Regions from separate parts of the Sus scrofa genome. Here region 2 is linked to region 1. Evidence: chromatin contacts called from public Hi-C data. All regions are on one chromosome and are shown on one strand. Each heading gives the region's core, a stretch centred on a gene start, on an enhancer-like site or on the middle of the called end of the contact. The rest is flanking DNA. Distances are from core to core; before and after follow the strand shown.

Region 1 (7,397 bases), core at 1,312-3,811:
TAGATACTTTGAATATCCCAATTTCATATGTTAGGAAACCAATGCTTTGCGTGGAGAAGAGATAGTAATGGCAGAACAGCCATTCGAGCCCAGGGTTCCAGACCCCAAAGTCTATGCAGGGAATCACCGTCTTCAACTGATTTACAACATTTACATTTTAAAGGGAGGAAAGAAGGGGATAGTGGTTACCTGTGAAACCCTCTAGACTAGACAGAAATTACCGGAAACCTGGGAAAGCCTGGAGAATTATTTCCTGCACCCCTTGCCTGCCAACTGCTCTTCTCCAATCTAAACTGAAGGTTTTTTTCAAACAGGGAATTCAAAAACCAAGTCCTTCATAAAAGAAAGGAGGAAAAGGGGCTCTAGAGATCAAAGAAGGGCTTGGAAATAAGTAAGATTCTTCTACAGTGAATTGCAAGCAAGCACAAGACAGCATTTTACACCAAGCCTCCAGCATGACTGTTTCCATTAGAAGACTTTCAGGTATTTACATGCAGCTGAGGAACAAAATGTGTTCTTTTTAACAAAGAATATGGAAAAATGGAGTTAGAAACGTACATTCTGAAGGCCACCAGTGGTGCCTGTCCACTTAACCCTTATTCTAAAGGATATCATCTATACAATAAAAATAAAATAAAATGAAATCAGGTAGACTGTTAGTGGTGGTGTATATACATATCAATATCAATGTGAGTTTATAGAAAAAGTAAGCTTCACTAATTAGTCTACAGGCTTAACAAGGCTCATAAATAGAGTAGGGAGAGTCTGCCCATGTGGTTCATTCCATTATGACTCAGGACACCACCTAGTGACAGCTTCTCTGATTGCATCTGCTGACAGAAAACTCGCTGTGGTGCTTTATACACCGCATCCTGAAGTTACAGCAACTGACAATCTAGATGCCCTTGACAGATGACTGGATTAGCAAGATGCTGGTATATATACACAGTGGAATACTACTCAGCCATAAAAAAGAACAAAATAATGCCATTTGCAGCAACATGGATGGAACTAGAGACTCTCATACTGAGTGAAGTCAGAAAGAAAAAGACAAATACCATACGATATCACTTACATCTGGAATCTAATATATGGCACAAATGAACCTACAGAAAAGAAAATCATGGACTTGGAGAATAGACTTGTGGTTGCCAAGGGGAAGGTGGAGGAATGGGATGGATTGGGAGCTTGGGGTTAATAGATGCAGACTATTGTCTTTGGAATAGATTAGAAATGAGATCCTGCTGTATAGCACTGGGAACTATGTCCAGTCACTTATGATGGAGCATGATAATGTGAGAAAAAAGAATGTATACATGTATGTGTAACTGGGTCACCTTGCTCTACAGTAGAAAAAAATTATGTATTGGGGAAATAAAGAAATTAATAATAACTGGCTAAAGACACAGAAATTCTCACTCTTTAATAGGAAGGATTAGTGAACAAGAGTGAGAGAAAGAGCTTGAGAGTTAGAGTTTAGTGGAAGGCACATCCTTGCTGCTTTATTTATTTTTTTTGCCATGGTGTGCAGTGGATTCATGTGGGATCTCAGTGCCCAGACCAGGGACTGAATCTGGGCTACAGCAGTGCAAGTGCTAGACCACCAGGGAACTCCCTCTTGCTACTTTCAAGGCTAATAGAATATTAACCACTTGGAGGGCAGTGCTTATAAATTCAAATTTTATTGGCATGTCCTTTGAAGTGTATAAAAAGTAACAAGAGAGGTTAAGTTGTTTCTAGTAGTTATAAGCAAACGAGTAGTAACAGGACTGAGTCCAACGGTCCAAGCTGTCCATCTTACTCCCTTGATGCTCTAACTGGCAGCTCCATGTGGCTGAGAAGCAAGGCCCTTGTGTGTAAAAAAGTGCTTGAGAGGACAACCAGTTCCCAATGAATCCAGGGAACTGCATGAGGTTGTCCCACTCTTTGCAGTGAATTGAACATGCTGTTTCAGGTGCTCACATTTCCAACTGATGTGCCTTTCACTTCAAATGCACATCTCTCTTGGTTATAGACACTCTGCCCCACCTAGCCACCCTGTAAACTCTCAAAATCACACTCCGGTGATGCTTTGCATCTAGTTCTGCAATAGTGTTCCCTCCCACGGAAATTATACTCCTGAAAAAAAAATTGCCACACATTTCCCAGAGAGTCATCCAAAAACATTCCTTGCTCTGGGGTGTTTTTGTTTTTTCTTTCTTTCTTTTTTTTTGGTAATTCACTTTTTCCGTTCTTTTCAATAGCTTGAAAAACTCTTAAACACACCACAACAAATATTTGGCTCACAGCTTACTTTAATGATGTGCTTTCGAAATGGTGGTTTTAATCCTGGATGCATATTTGGTTGTTGTTTTCCTTTTGCAGTGAGAACCCACAGGCATTTCGGACTGGGAGTGGTGTTAGGAGAGCAGGGCATCGCAGGTTTCCCATCTTTGGGAAATCTTCCGCTCTGTGGAGCCTCTTCTAGCGCCCCCTGACCTTCGCAGCGTAGGTCCTGGGCTCCCTCCAAATAGGACGATGGAGCGGGTGGCTGCCTCTAGGGGGCAGCAGCTGACCCATGTTGTCCTCTCTCAACCACTCCCCACTCTCTGTATATGAAAACCAGAACTAAGTGGACAGCTTCGAGGAGGGAAGAGACGTCTCCCCAGAACTCTGTATGGCCTGAGGAGTATTTGGGGGGGGTGCTGGGAAGGACTGACCACCTGTGTGTGAGCCTGTGGTGTTTCTGACCCCACTACAACTGGGTACAGTTTGCCTAAGTTCTGGATTTAAGTAGCCCAGATATCAAAGTTTCCTCAGAATATGATTATCAAATAAAAATAGGGGACAGCATTTGAGTTTCAGATACACAGCTGATACGCTTTAAGTCTAAGTATGCCCATGTATTTGAGAAGAACTTGGGCTAAAGTATCTTTTCAATTTACCCTAGTATTTTACCATAGTAAAGACACTGAAGAAATCTGACTGCTTCTGTATCGGGGACTGTCGATCCATTTCAGGGCCTTTTCCCGGGCTTTCAAAGCAAATTTGGCATTAGCCAGGCTTCTTCCTCAAGGAGAGCAATCAGAAATCAGTGCCCATTTGCTTCTGAATCATGTCTCTGCCCTGCTCACCCGGGTTCTAGATAGTCCATTTATCTGCACAAACAAGCCACAGAGGATCAACATTTTCTCCCCTTCACCGAGGACGCCAGGCCACCTTCTCATGGGACTTTTGCTGTCTCCAACATTAAGTGCCACACATGCACCACTGTCCTCCACCCTCACACAGGATAGGGAGGGACAGGCCACACAGTGTGAATGTATCTACTATCCCCAAATGAAAGAAGGTGATAATGATGCATTTCCTGCTGTCTGTTTCACCACAGTTTTAGAAAAGACAAAGTAAGGAACAGAGGGGTTGTCTTACTATGACATGGCCCAGAGCTCAGCACAAGCCTCCCGTGCCTGGGAACCCTCCCGCCTGCAGATTTCAGCCACAGTGACATTTGGTCTCACCTTCTCTTTGCCTCCACAAGCTCTTTCCTGCATCTGTGCACAAATCCACAACTGCACTCCTTCCACGGGGCCCCATGAGCTCTCCCCCCCCTCTCCCCACCACAATGTGTCCCATGTGCTCTCCCAGCCCCCCATTGGTGGCCCCACCCACCGTCTCAGGCCTGAGGAAACTTCACCACTCTCAGCAGCCCCATCCCCAAGGTTCCACCCACAAACTCCTGAGCCTCCCCACCCCAACCCCAATCCAACTTGCAGGGGAGGCTAGGCCATGATTTCTCTTGCTCTTTATGAAATCTCAGCAATGCCTGATCCCTCAACAATTTTCATTTGTTTTATTTATTTTATTTTTTTTTCTTTTCCAAATGTCAAATCAGCTTCTCGGTCGCCAAGCATAATAATGTGTCCTTATTCAACCCCAAGCTCCCCTGACCTACAGGTACAAAGCTTTCTCACAACCACGGGGCCTACAAAGTGCCTTTTTATCCTGCTGGCATCTCACAGCTGCCTTCTGCCAGGCATTTCGATGCTCTGACCCGACTCCCTACCTTGGGGTGACTCAGGGTGAGAAGACCTGCCCACCAAGCCATGCGTGGTCCTAGGAGGCCACCAATGAGTCACGTGGGACACCCCATGGAGCATATCCCCCCCACCCCCATCTGTGCTAGGAGTGCTCCTTGCCCAGTTCCTGAAGTTCAGTTCCTTCTCTGCTTTGGTTTCCCTCCTATGGTTCCCCACCCTACAAAGCTGTCAGAAAGCTCTCCCCAAGTCGAGTGAGGTGAATAGTGTCCCCATCAAATTTATGTCACCTCAGAATGTGACCAGATTTGGAAACGGTGCCTGTGCAGGTATAATTAAGAATCAAGGAGTTCCCATCATGGCTCAGTGGGTTACAAACCCAACTAATATTCATGAGGATGTGGGTTCTACCCCTGGCTTCACTCAGCGGGTTAAGGATCTGGCACTGCTGTGAGCTGTGGTTTAGGTCGCAGATGTGGCTTGGATCCTGCATCACTGTGGCTGTGGTGTAGGCCAGTAGCTATAACTCCAATTTGACCCCTAGCCTGAGAACGTCCATATGCCACAGGTGCGGCCCTAAAAAAAAAAAGTATAGAGATGAGATCATACTGGATTCCTGTGGGCTCTAAATTCAATGAGAGGTCCTTGTTAGAGACAGAAGAGGACACACCCAGACACAGGGAAGAAGGTGACGTGAAGATGGGGGCAGGGACCGGCCTGACGTTTCTACAAACCCAGAGACGGCAGGCCGGATTGCCAGGAGCCAGGGGGAAGGCACAGAATAGATTCCCCCACAGAGCTGCAAGAAGGAGCAGACCCTGCCAAGACCTCTATTGTGACTGCCAGCTCTCTTTCCCTGGGCCTGGGCTCAGCCAGGCCAACCAGGCGCTGTGCCTCATAATAGATGGGCAGTTTCTTTTCTCTGCAAGCTCACCCGCAGCCAGGGCTAGTGAGTAGAACACTGGGAACAGAGGGTTCTCCTGCAGCGGAAGGCCCTGTGGCTCTTGCTATCTGCTCCCTCCTGAATAGTCGGATGAAATCTGTCTAGAGGTCCCTAACTTTGGTCAGGAAAGGCTGAGCTCACTATTTCTGCAGAACCCCCACCCCGCCCCTGGCATCATCCACAGATCCCCAAATACCAAATTCCTCCACCAGATCTGCTACCTTGGACCTCCCACTGGGCTCCTGTCACGGGGGAGAAAGCTACCTGAGCTCCCTCCTGAGGGGACTCCATAGTGACTTCAGCCCCATCTCCACCCCATAGCCCTCCCGTGGCAACAACTCAAGGGTACTAAACAGCTTGGAGTTGGAAGCACTGGATAAGGAAGTAGAATTTTGGTTTGGAAGTAAAACAAAACTCTTTTTTTTTTTTTTTTTTTTTTTTTGTCTTTTTAGGGCCTCACCCATGGCATAGGGAGGTTCCCAGGCTAGGGGTCAAATCGGAGCTACTGCTGCTAGCCACAGCCACAGGTACAGCAACGAGGGGTCCAAGCTGCGTCTGCGACCTATACCACAGCTCATGGCAAAGCTAGATCCTTAACTCACTGAGCAAGGCCAGGGATCGAACCTGCATCCTCATGAATGCTAGTCAGATTCGTTTCCACTGAGCCACTACGGGAACTCCGGAAAACCAAGCTCTTTATCTGCTGCTGCTAATACAAAGCATGCCATTTCAGGATACGGTATTGTACTGGCTCTCCTCCCTCAGATCTTAAGTAGCAGTAGAACATGGGAATCATAGAACTCTCACACCAATACAGAGACTCATTTGTTCTCTGGATAAGAAAAGACACTATGGCTCCCCATTGTAATCAGACACAGCAACAGTGCATCCACAATAGCTGCCACGATTTGGGCAAAGCCAGTCATTCTTCACTCAAGATCCCCAAAAACCCAGGGCTGCTAATGAAAGTGGCTGGGATCAGTCGATGTCATTTAAAAAAGAAAAAAATGTTGCCCTATATGCAGGCTGGTCATTTCCAAGACCGATGCTGACCTTTGCTTTAGAAAATCTCTCTGTGCAGCACAGGGCAGCACCATGGCCAAGGGATTAAATCTGAGAAAATGGACCTTTATCCTCAACCTTTAGTTTTTAACTCCAGTCAAATATTTCTTTGAGAAAGTGTGATTAGATTTTAGATAACTATTTTTTTCTTTAGCAATTAACATATACAGTTTCTTAACCAGTATCAGAAGCAACTAGGGAGTTCCCACTGTGGCTCAGTGGGTTAAGAACCCAACATCGTGTCTATAAGGATGTGGGTTTGCTCCCTGGCCTTGCTCAGTGGGTTAAGGATCTGGCATTGCCACAAGCTGCGGTGTAGGTCATAGGTGCAGCTCAGAGCTGGTGTGGCTGTGGTATAGGCTGGCTGCTGCATCTCTGATTTGACCTAGCCTGGGAACTTCCATATGTCACAGGTGCAACTCTACAACGAAAAAAAAAAAAAGTGGCAAATACAAATGTCTCAAAATGATTATTTGTTATTTGTTTTCCATTTAAGAAGGGGTGGTGGTTGAATAATGGCAAATTCAACAGGCCAATTCTCCATGAGCCCTGAACAAGGCTAGGAAATCTCAGGATCAGAGAGCATCTTGGAAGCCAGACAAAGCCAGTCCAAGTGAACAGCTGAAACTCAGGAAAAACACTAGAGTCATTCTGGCCTCATGTAGCTGAAGGTGCATGTGTGGATTCTTTTCTTCTAGGAACTGCTTTTAATATCAGCAACAAGAAAGAGAAAATATATATAATTACATTGTCTTTTATCATTACCTACATAATTATCTTTACTGGAACTCTGTTTTTGTGTGTGTGTGTGTGTGGATTTGAATTACTGGCTGGTGTCCCTACTTTTCTGCCTGAAAGAATGGTGTATCTTTTAAGGAAGACCTATCCATGAATTCCATTGTGGGTTTTTTGTTTTTGTTTTTTGTTTTTTTTTTTGTCTTTTTTTTTCTTAGGGCTGCACCCGAGGCATATGGAAATTCCTAGGCTAGGGGTCGAATCAGAGCTGGCCTATCCACAATCACAGCAACACAGGATCTGAGCCATGTTTGCGACCTACACCTCACAGCAACACTGTATCCTTAAGCCACTGAGTGAGGCCAGGGATGGAACCTGCATCCTCATGGATATTATTCAGGTTCGTTACCACTGAGCCATAGCAGGAACTCCTTTTTTTTCTTTTTTAAAAATGGGAATGTCTTTATTTATGTTATTACTGTAAACCAACTTTATTCGGACATAATTCACAAACCACATGATTCACCCATTGAAAAGGTGCAATTCAATGTTTTTTTGCGTAGTCAAGGAGTTGTCAGACCACCATCATAAACAATTTTAGCTCACTTTTATCACCCCCCCAAAAACCCTCCAAAATATATGTT
Region 2 (7,397 bases), core at 1,793-4,292, 180 kb after region 1:
TGCACCCCAACGTTCATTGCAGCACTATTTGCAATAGCCCAAACATGGAAGTAACCTACATGTCCACTGACAAAGGAATGGATAAAGACAATGTGGTACATATGAACAACAGAGTATTATTCAGCCATGCAAAGAATGAAATAGTGCAATTTGCAGCAACATGGACGGACCTAGAGATGATAATACTGAGTGAAGTCATAGAATGACAAATACATATCGCTTATATGTGGAATATAACAAAAATGATAAAAAAAAGAACTTATTAAAAAACAAAAACAAACTCAGAGATTTCAAAACCAATCTTATGGTTACCATAGGTGAAATCATTGCAGGGAGGCAAGAATTGGGAGGGTAGAAATAACATATAGACACTATTGTATAAAGTAGACAATTAATAAGAACCTACTGTATAGCACAAGAAAATCTATTCAACTGTTTGTAATAACCTATATGGGAAAAAAGAATGGATATATTTTTATGTATGACTGATTCTCTTTGCTATACACCTGAAACTAATACAACACTCTAAGTCAATAACACTCCAATAAAGTTAAAGAAAGAAAGAACTTTAAGTGTGCCCTACTCCCATACAGAGTGAGGAAGAAACCAGAGGTTTCAAAGTCCATCCATGGGGTTTTGGACAGTTCCATGTGGTATGGAAACTTTCTAACAGTTTCTGAGTGACTAGCACTGAGATGGTGTACTAGTCACAGCTGAGCACAATGAAAAGGGGAGTCCCAGAGGTCTCAGTAGTGCCGCAAGGGACAGGAAGAGGGTGGCAGCAAGGGCCTGGAAGGCACAAAGAAGGATTCTTGATCACCAGGATTAAGTATGACTTCCAAGGCAAACTAGCTACTTACAAACATCCCTAGTCTAGTTTGAGTATAAATAATCTTACTCCAAAGAGGCTCATTACCAGTACGGTATGGCTCAGCTTACTGCTTAGTTTTCCATTTGTCAAGCTCCTGACATATTCCAGACACTGAACTTCACACACTGACACAAATCAAAGTATGTCACCATGAAAGAGGCATCAGCCTGTCCTCGCAAAGAAAAAGTATGCAGCTAAAGCCAAGCCTGCTTTGGGGTCTGGGGCAAGAGGACAAACGAGGGTCTGCATCGTTAGTTTAAGGGGACTCATAGAATCCTACTTTCTTGACAAATGTAGCTCTGTAACAAAATCAAAGGTCAGGTACAATGAGAATTCTCAGACCCCTCAGAGTTCAGGGCCAAGTGTGAAACAGCAGCTCCAGCCAATGGACAGAACCTCCTCCCCTCCCCACCGAGACACCATCTCTTCCCAGGGAGCCCTCTTGGGCATACCAGTAGACCCCTCAGCCCACATTTCCAGGCTCATCCACAACCCCAGCACAGCTGCCCTGCTGGGCAATCCACAGAGGTTGGGGTCTGCCCCCCTACTTCAACAGAGCAGGCTTGGGGCCTTTGGGCAGGAGATCTGGAGCACTGTGGGCAGTGTGCACTCTGGGTGGGCATTCCAGTCTCCCTGCAGACTCATAGCCCAGTGGGGAGGGGCACAGCCTGGGGAAGGCCTCTCCCTGTCCCCCTAAACCTAGGGAATGATTATAGAGGGTTTCCCTTGCCTGGGTCTGAATGTAATACTATTTTTCCATCCAGCCATATTCTTTCCTTGAAGCCTTATGGGAGGGTGGCTTCTTATATTAAAGATGAATAAACTGGTCTAAGAGAGGATTCCTGTCTGGAAGCAATGAAGAAAAAAAAAAAAGGTGAAATATTTGCAACTCTCTAGAAAGATTTAACAGCTAAATATCCTGGTCTGAAAGAAGATAAAGGTACACTTTCCTCAAACAGCCAATGGACTGAACAGGGTTCTGCAAGTCAGCAGAGGCAGGATCCTGCCCGACAGGATACACTGACTAACCTTAAGTTTCTCTTGATGTTTTTGAAAGTGGGTGTGCTACCCAGACCTGGGCAGAGGCTAAAAAATTAGCCCAACAAGAATTAGCCAGGGCCTCTGGGCCAATAGAGTCCCAACCCTAGGAACGAATGCACTCTGAGTCTGAGCTGAGCAAGGGAGGTTTGGGACTTTGACTAACAGAAAGGCCTCACTAAAGGGATGCCCCCAACCCCCACCCCCCGGAGGCCAGGGCAGAGGTGGTCACAGGCTGGAGAGTGGCTAGGGCTTGGGCTTCAAACCCACGACTGCCCGGTATCTGCTTTGCCTTTTCTCAGTCAGGGCAAGTTCGTCAATTTTCCGTCCTCCGTTTTTAATTCTCTAAATTGCGGGTATTATCTACCTCCAGCACCTCGCGACGATGCTTGTAAGAACTTAGCGCAGTTCTGCACTTGGTAAGCGCTTGATCGGCGGTACTTATTTAGACCTGAAAGTCCAAGAACCAGAGCTGGCGCTGAATACTAGACGTGGATCAAGCAGCTCCCCTCACCGACCCCCAACATCCGAAATAAAGTTCTGTAGAGGCTGTTCGAGCTGGGGGCGGAGAGGTGCGGTGGATGAGGCTTTAGAAAAAGCAAACCAGAACAGGTAGGGGAAAGCAGACAGAGTCAAATGCTAAGTCTAGTCCTGTTCGGGGGCAAGGATGGGGGAGCCTTCGAAAGTCGCCCAGCTGGAAGTGGAAAGCACGGGCGCCTATGGATACAACTTGCTCCCATCCGTGAGTCCCGGAGAGGAGGCGGAAGCCGCGCTGCACCCGGCTCGGCTCCCGATACTCCAGGCCGGGACCTGGGCGAGGGAAACAGCCGGGAGGGAAACGCCCAGGGCTCAGGGGTCGGGGAGACTCAGCCACTCACCCAACAACAGCAGCTTTAGCTCGCGGCGCGCGTCCTTCTTGTCCCGGCGAAGCTGCCGCTCGATCTCGGCGCTGATGCGCTGGGACTCCTTCTCCTCCGCGGACAGGCAGCAGCAGCCGGCCATGGCGCGCGCTGCGCCCGACGGGCGACGCGGTCTTGAGCGCCCCTTTGCTCCGCTGGCCGCTTGCCCCGCGGATCCCGGACGGCACCCGGGTTCGGAGAGTAAAAAAACGGGGGCCGAGTCGAATATCAGAGTAAAAGACCAGTACCCCTGGGCTCAATCCCTCGTAAAGGGTCGGCTGCGGGGCGGGGAACGAATCCGGAAACGCTGAGAACGCTCAAGTGCCCACACTCGCTCAGGGGAGGAGGAGGGCAAAGCGAGGGACAGCGTTATCGGCCCCCGGATGACTAGCGCGCCCCTTGGCAGTGGAGCTCGATGCGTAGTCTGGGAGCTCAGAGCGTTCGTGAGAAGTTGGGGCGTCGGTGCTGCGGTGAGAGAGAGATCTCCCGGGCCTCGGGGTGTCCCAGGCAGCCGGCAGGCACGGCGTGGGTTGGAGGCAAAGGTCCTGGCTGTCCCTTTCCTGCAAAGTTCTGAAAACCTCAGCAGAGACCGCAGCGTAAGACCAAGTGGAAAGGTTCCTGCTGGCGCTTGTAGCTCTAATTGGCAGAAGGAGGCGGAGCGTCTCGAACCCGCAGCCCTGGCGTCGGCCCGAGCTGGCCCTCGGGGCACGCCAAGCCGATGGCGCCTGTGGGACTAAAGGTGTGAGCAGGGAGCTGGGGCGCGGAGTCGGGAAGCCTCGATCTTGGGCATCAGCCCCCACACCTGCCTCCCTGGCGGTGGCGTCCCAGCGGGGGGAACCGCGCCGGCTGAGGCGGCAGAAATCAGCGCTCCTTGGCCTCCAGGCCCGGCTCCTTGTCCGGGTTCGGCTTCCGACAGGTGAATGAGGTTTGCCAACTCCCAGCCTCAACTCCTCGCAGCTGCAAGAGGAGTAAGACGAGAGTCCACAGCGAGACACAGCGCCTCAGGGACGAAGTTTAGCTCTCCCGGCAGACTTGAAATTGAGGCTGTCACACCAGCCTCAGCACCACGCACATCGCGGTTTCCTAGACGGCCTCCTACCGCTTCCCGGAGGCCGCAGCCCGGCTCGGCCTCGGCCAAAGCCCTTGGTCAGCTCGGCAGCCTGCCTGCGAGGTGCGGCTGGACCTGAGCCCGCTGGCGCTGCGCTCAGAAAAGCAGCTGCCCCTGGGTTCAGTTAAATAAGAGAAGTGTGAGAGCGGAGGATAAATATCCTCCTGGCCCCTTCCTACCAACCGGACGAGGAGGGCTGCAGATAGAGGAAATGAAAAACGGCTGGCTAGTTTGCATTTTATGATGGGAAAGACTCCTGCATTGTAAAGAGAGGGCTGACCAGTTTCCAGAAGCACCTGGCATGTTCCCTGCACCAGCCCTGAAGCCTGACAGCTGCCTTACAAAGGTGTGTGTCCACATAGCCACATTGGCCTGGCTCCTGGAACCTCCGGATCTCATTTGAGCTGCATTAATAAAAACTTAAAAATTAAAAAGCACCTCTTTGTAGTCAAATGGCACATATTACAACATCTGATTTTGTCTTCTGTGTACATTCTGAGGCAGAGGTCCACAGGAAAAGTAGAAACGAAAAGGTAAAGGGAGAGGATCCTGTCTTCCGCAGAAATGAACTTTTATTTCCCCTTCTCTTCCAGTCAGCATGTGCCATGTAGAAACTTTATATAACATTAGGCAGTTAGCTAATGCTTCTTCTATCAAGAGCAAGCCTAAGTGCCTTTCTTATGAGTAGCATATACTGAGTCCAAACTAAGGAGCTTATTAAGTGGAGAGAATTATATGTATCATTATATAAAGCACTTGGCATTACAGTACTATCTGACTGCAAGGACTTATTATTTATTTTACAGTTTAGGGAATGTAGAAGAATCCAGCATTAAAAATGAATGTGCATACATTCTTAAATGCATGACTTTTTAGTTTCCTTGTAGGCATAAATTGACAGTAATAGTGACCCCTACAGGAAAGCTCCTGGACATTTCTTAACTTGATCCTTAGCCATTTAGTCACACATTTCTCTCTTACCTCTTACAAATTCATTTACAATTTGAGAATAAGACCTCTTAGCTTCTCAAATGAATAATGGCATCATAATTACTAGTATTTTTAAATGATTAAAATTAGGGCAAATTTGAACTCCCAAGTTAACTGGAATAACTGATTTGTTAGGTCTAAAGTTGCTAAGATTTCCAGAAAGATGTGGATTATGGCAAATCTGCAAAACTTTCCTGGGCTAGTCACCTTGACAGTATGTAGCTGAAGCCTTAAACCTGTCCATCCCCTTTGGCCAAACCAGTAATTCTCCCCTTGAGAAATAATCAGAGAAGCTATGATTTATGTGCAAAGATTTTATTTCTAATAGCCACAGTAACTCAAAACAACCTAAATGTCCAACAAGGGGGAATAGATCAACAAATTATGGTATATCCATACACTGAGATATTATATAGTCATTAAATATGGGAATATGTAACAAACATGTGAATAACAAAGAGTGGGGGGAAAAAAACCTCAGGCTATAGTGAGTGTAAAAATACAAAAATATAAACAATAAGATACAAATTTTATTATAAAAACACATATAGGTTTTTTTTGGTTTTTGTTTGTTTGTTTGTTTGTTTTTAGGGCTGCACATGAGGCAATATGGCAATACCAGATCCTTAACCCACCGAGCCCATCCAGGGATCAAACACACATCCTCATGGATACTGGTCGGGTTGTTGCTGCTGAGACACAACAGGAACTCCCCACATATGCATTTTTAAGCAACTAAAAGGACATAAGCAAACCAGTAGTTTGCTCTGAGTCATAGCTTTTTGGTTGGTTTTAATCCTCTGATACAAAGTTATTTGGGGTAGCTTGCATATAGTAATCTAGGCTCCACTTTCCTCAGCTATAAAATGAGAGTAGATGAACCAGAATAAGCTCACAAGGATATCCCAACTGTAGCAGACAATTATTTCTTTGATGATTTCCACACTTATAAGATAATTTAAATGAACCATAAACCAAAAGTTGTTATTGACCAGTGGAAACTAGAGAGAATTGTAATACTAGATTATCACAAGTCAATTATTTTTATACTTCTATTTTTTAATTTTCATCTCTGTTTTCCCCATCTTAGGATCTTTGGGAGGGATGGGAATAATTTTAAGTTATTGATTCTTTTGCAACACTTTTCCAGGAAGGGGTAGTTTTGAAAAGAGTTATCAGTAAAAAAGAACATTTGTTTTCTTAGGTTATTCCCAAAGTGCTACAATTCCATTTCATTCCTCTTGAAGATCAGAGCCTTTTCTGATACATGACTTTTCAAATATCTGCCAAGTGCTACACTGCAAGGGTGCTGCTCTGAATGTCCACCGAATCCATGCCAAGCCTATTAATTGGCACTGGGAGCTCAGATACTTTATGTAGGCCACAGTCTAGTAGAAAGAAGTAAGACTGAGACCTTGAAATCTGAACCCAGGCCTCTTAGCTTCCTCCCAGAGGGCAGAGAGTGAGAGTACAGAATTCCCTGGGTGGCTTCCCACAGCCTACAGATGTGCATAGTGGGACCTTTAGCTAACACCTCCCCTCAGCTCATGAGCCTCATCGCCCATGACCTGGAACTTGGGGCAACTATAACTACACGTTCTCCCCACCTCTGTGTTTGGCTCATGCTGTTCCTTCTTCCAAGAGAGCTATTTCTCAACCCATACAAAGTTAGGTAAATTCCCAAACATCTTTTCTGAGAAACCATCTCACCCCTTGTCAGTCAGACCCACCTTTCACTGCTTCCTCAGCACCTCCTATGTTCCTCTCTTCAACATCTTGCTCAATTACACTTGTTCGTTTCTTCTCCAAATCTATTAGTTACTCACAGGTAGAGAGGTGGGGTTTTGTTGGTTTTTTTTGGTTTGTTTGTTTTTTCTTGTTCATCTTGGTATTTCTAAATTAATGAAATTTATTTGACTGAATAAAATTGAAACCAGGAGTTCCCGTCGTGGCGCAGTGGTTAACGAATCCGACTAGGAACCATGAGTTGCGGGTTCGGTCCCTGCCCTTGCTCAGTGGGTTAACGATCCGGCGTTGCCGTGAGCTGTGGTGTAGGTTGCAGACGCGGCTCGGATCCCGCGTTGCTGTGGCTCTGGCGTAGGCCGGTGGCTACAGCTCCGATTCAACCCCTAGCCTGGGAACCTCCATATGCCGCGGGAGCGGCCCAAGAAATAGCAACAACAACAACAATAATGCCGAGGGAGCGGCCCAAGAAATAGCAACAACAATAACAACAACAACAAAAGACAAAAAAAAAAAAAAAGTTGAAACCAAAAAGAATCAGCCTAAGGTAAGTAAAAGAAACTGGAAGAGATAACAGAAAGTTACTGTGGTGGAAGACAGTGAAAAAAACAACAAGCAAGTCCACAACAAATCAATGTATGATTTAAGAACGACTTTGTCCTCAGCTTGCCCCCTTAGAGAGAATGAGAGCCCTGTTTCTAAGGAAATTCCAAGGAAATGTGCAAGTAGAGAGCTGGAAAGATGCTAT

Evidence for each region. Hi-C and Micro-C count contacts between places; a contact is called where the count stands out from the background.
Region 2: a contact with region 1 is called in a Hi-C map of retroperitoneal adipose tissue, with 1.8 times the contacts expected there. The contact joins the promoter of GNA14 here to the enhancer-like site in region 1. A contact is called at or near these places in 6 of 47 Hi-C or Micro-C datasets (alveolar macrophages, embryonic fibroblasts, epiblast stem cells and 3 more).

What each region holds. Positions count from the first base shown.
Region 1 is chr1:230,367,455-230,374,851 of Sscrofa11.1, forward strand. The region is part of intron 2 of GNA14 (G protein subunit alpha 14); the gene reads right to left. Among named protein-coding and RNA genes, the nearest start is that of GNA14, 170 kb to the right of the region's middle. Within about 2 kb of position 2,562, at least 15 of the 83 cell types and tissues checked have an H3K27ac peak or open chromatin away from gene starts, as enhancers often do. A contact at or near this core is called in retroperitoneal adipose tissue, where this site is marked.
Region 2 is chr1:230,542,081-230,549,477 of Sscrofa11.1, forward strand. GNA14 (G protein subunit alpha 14) reads right to left here and starts at 3,043. Exons shown (of 7, transcript NM_001097518.1): 1 at 2,788-3,043. The coding sequence starts at 2,911.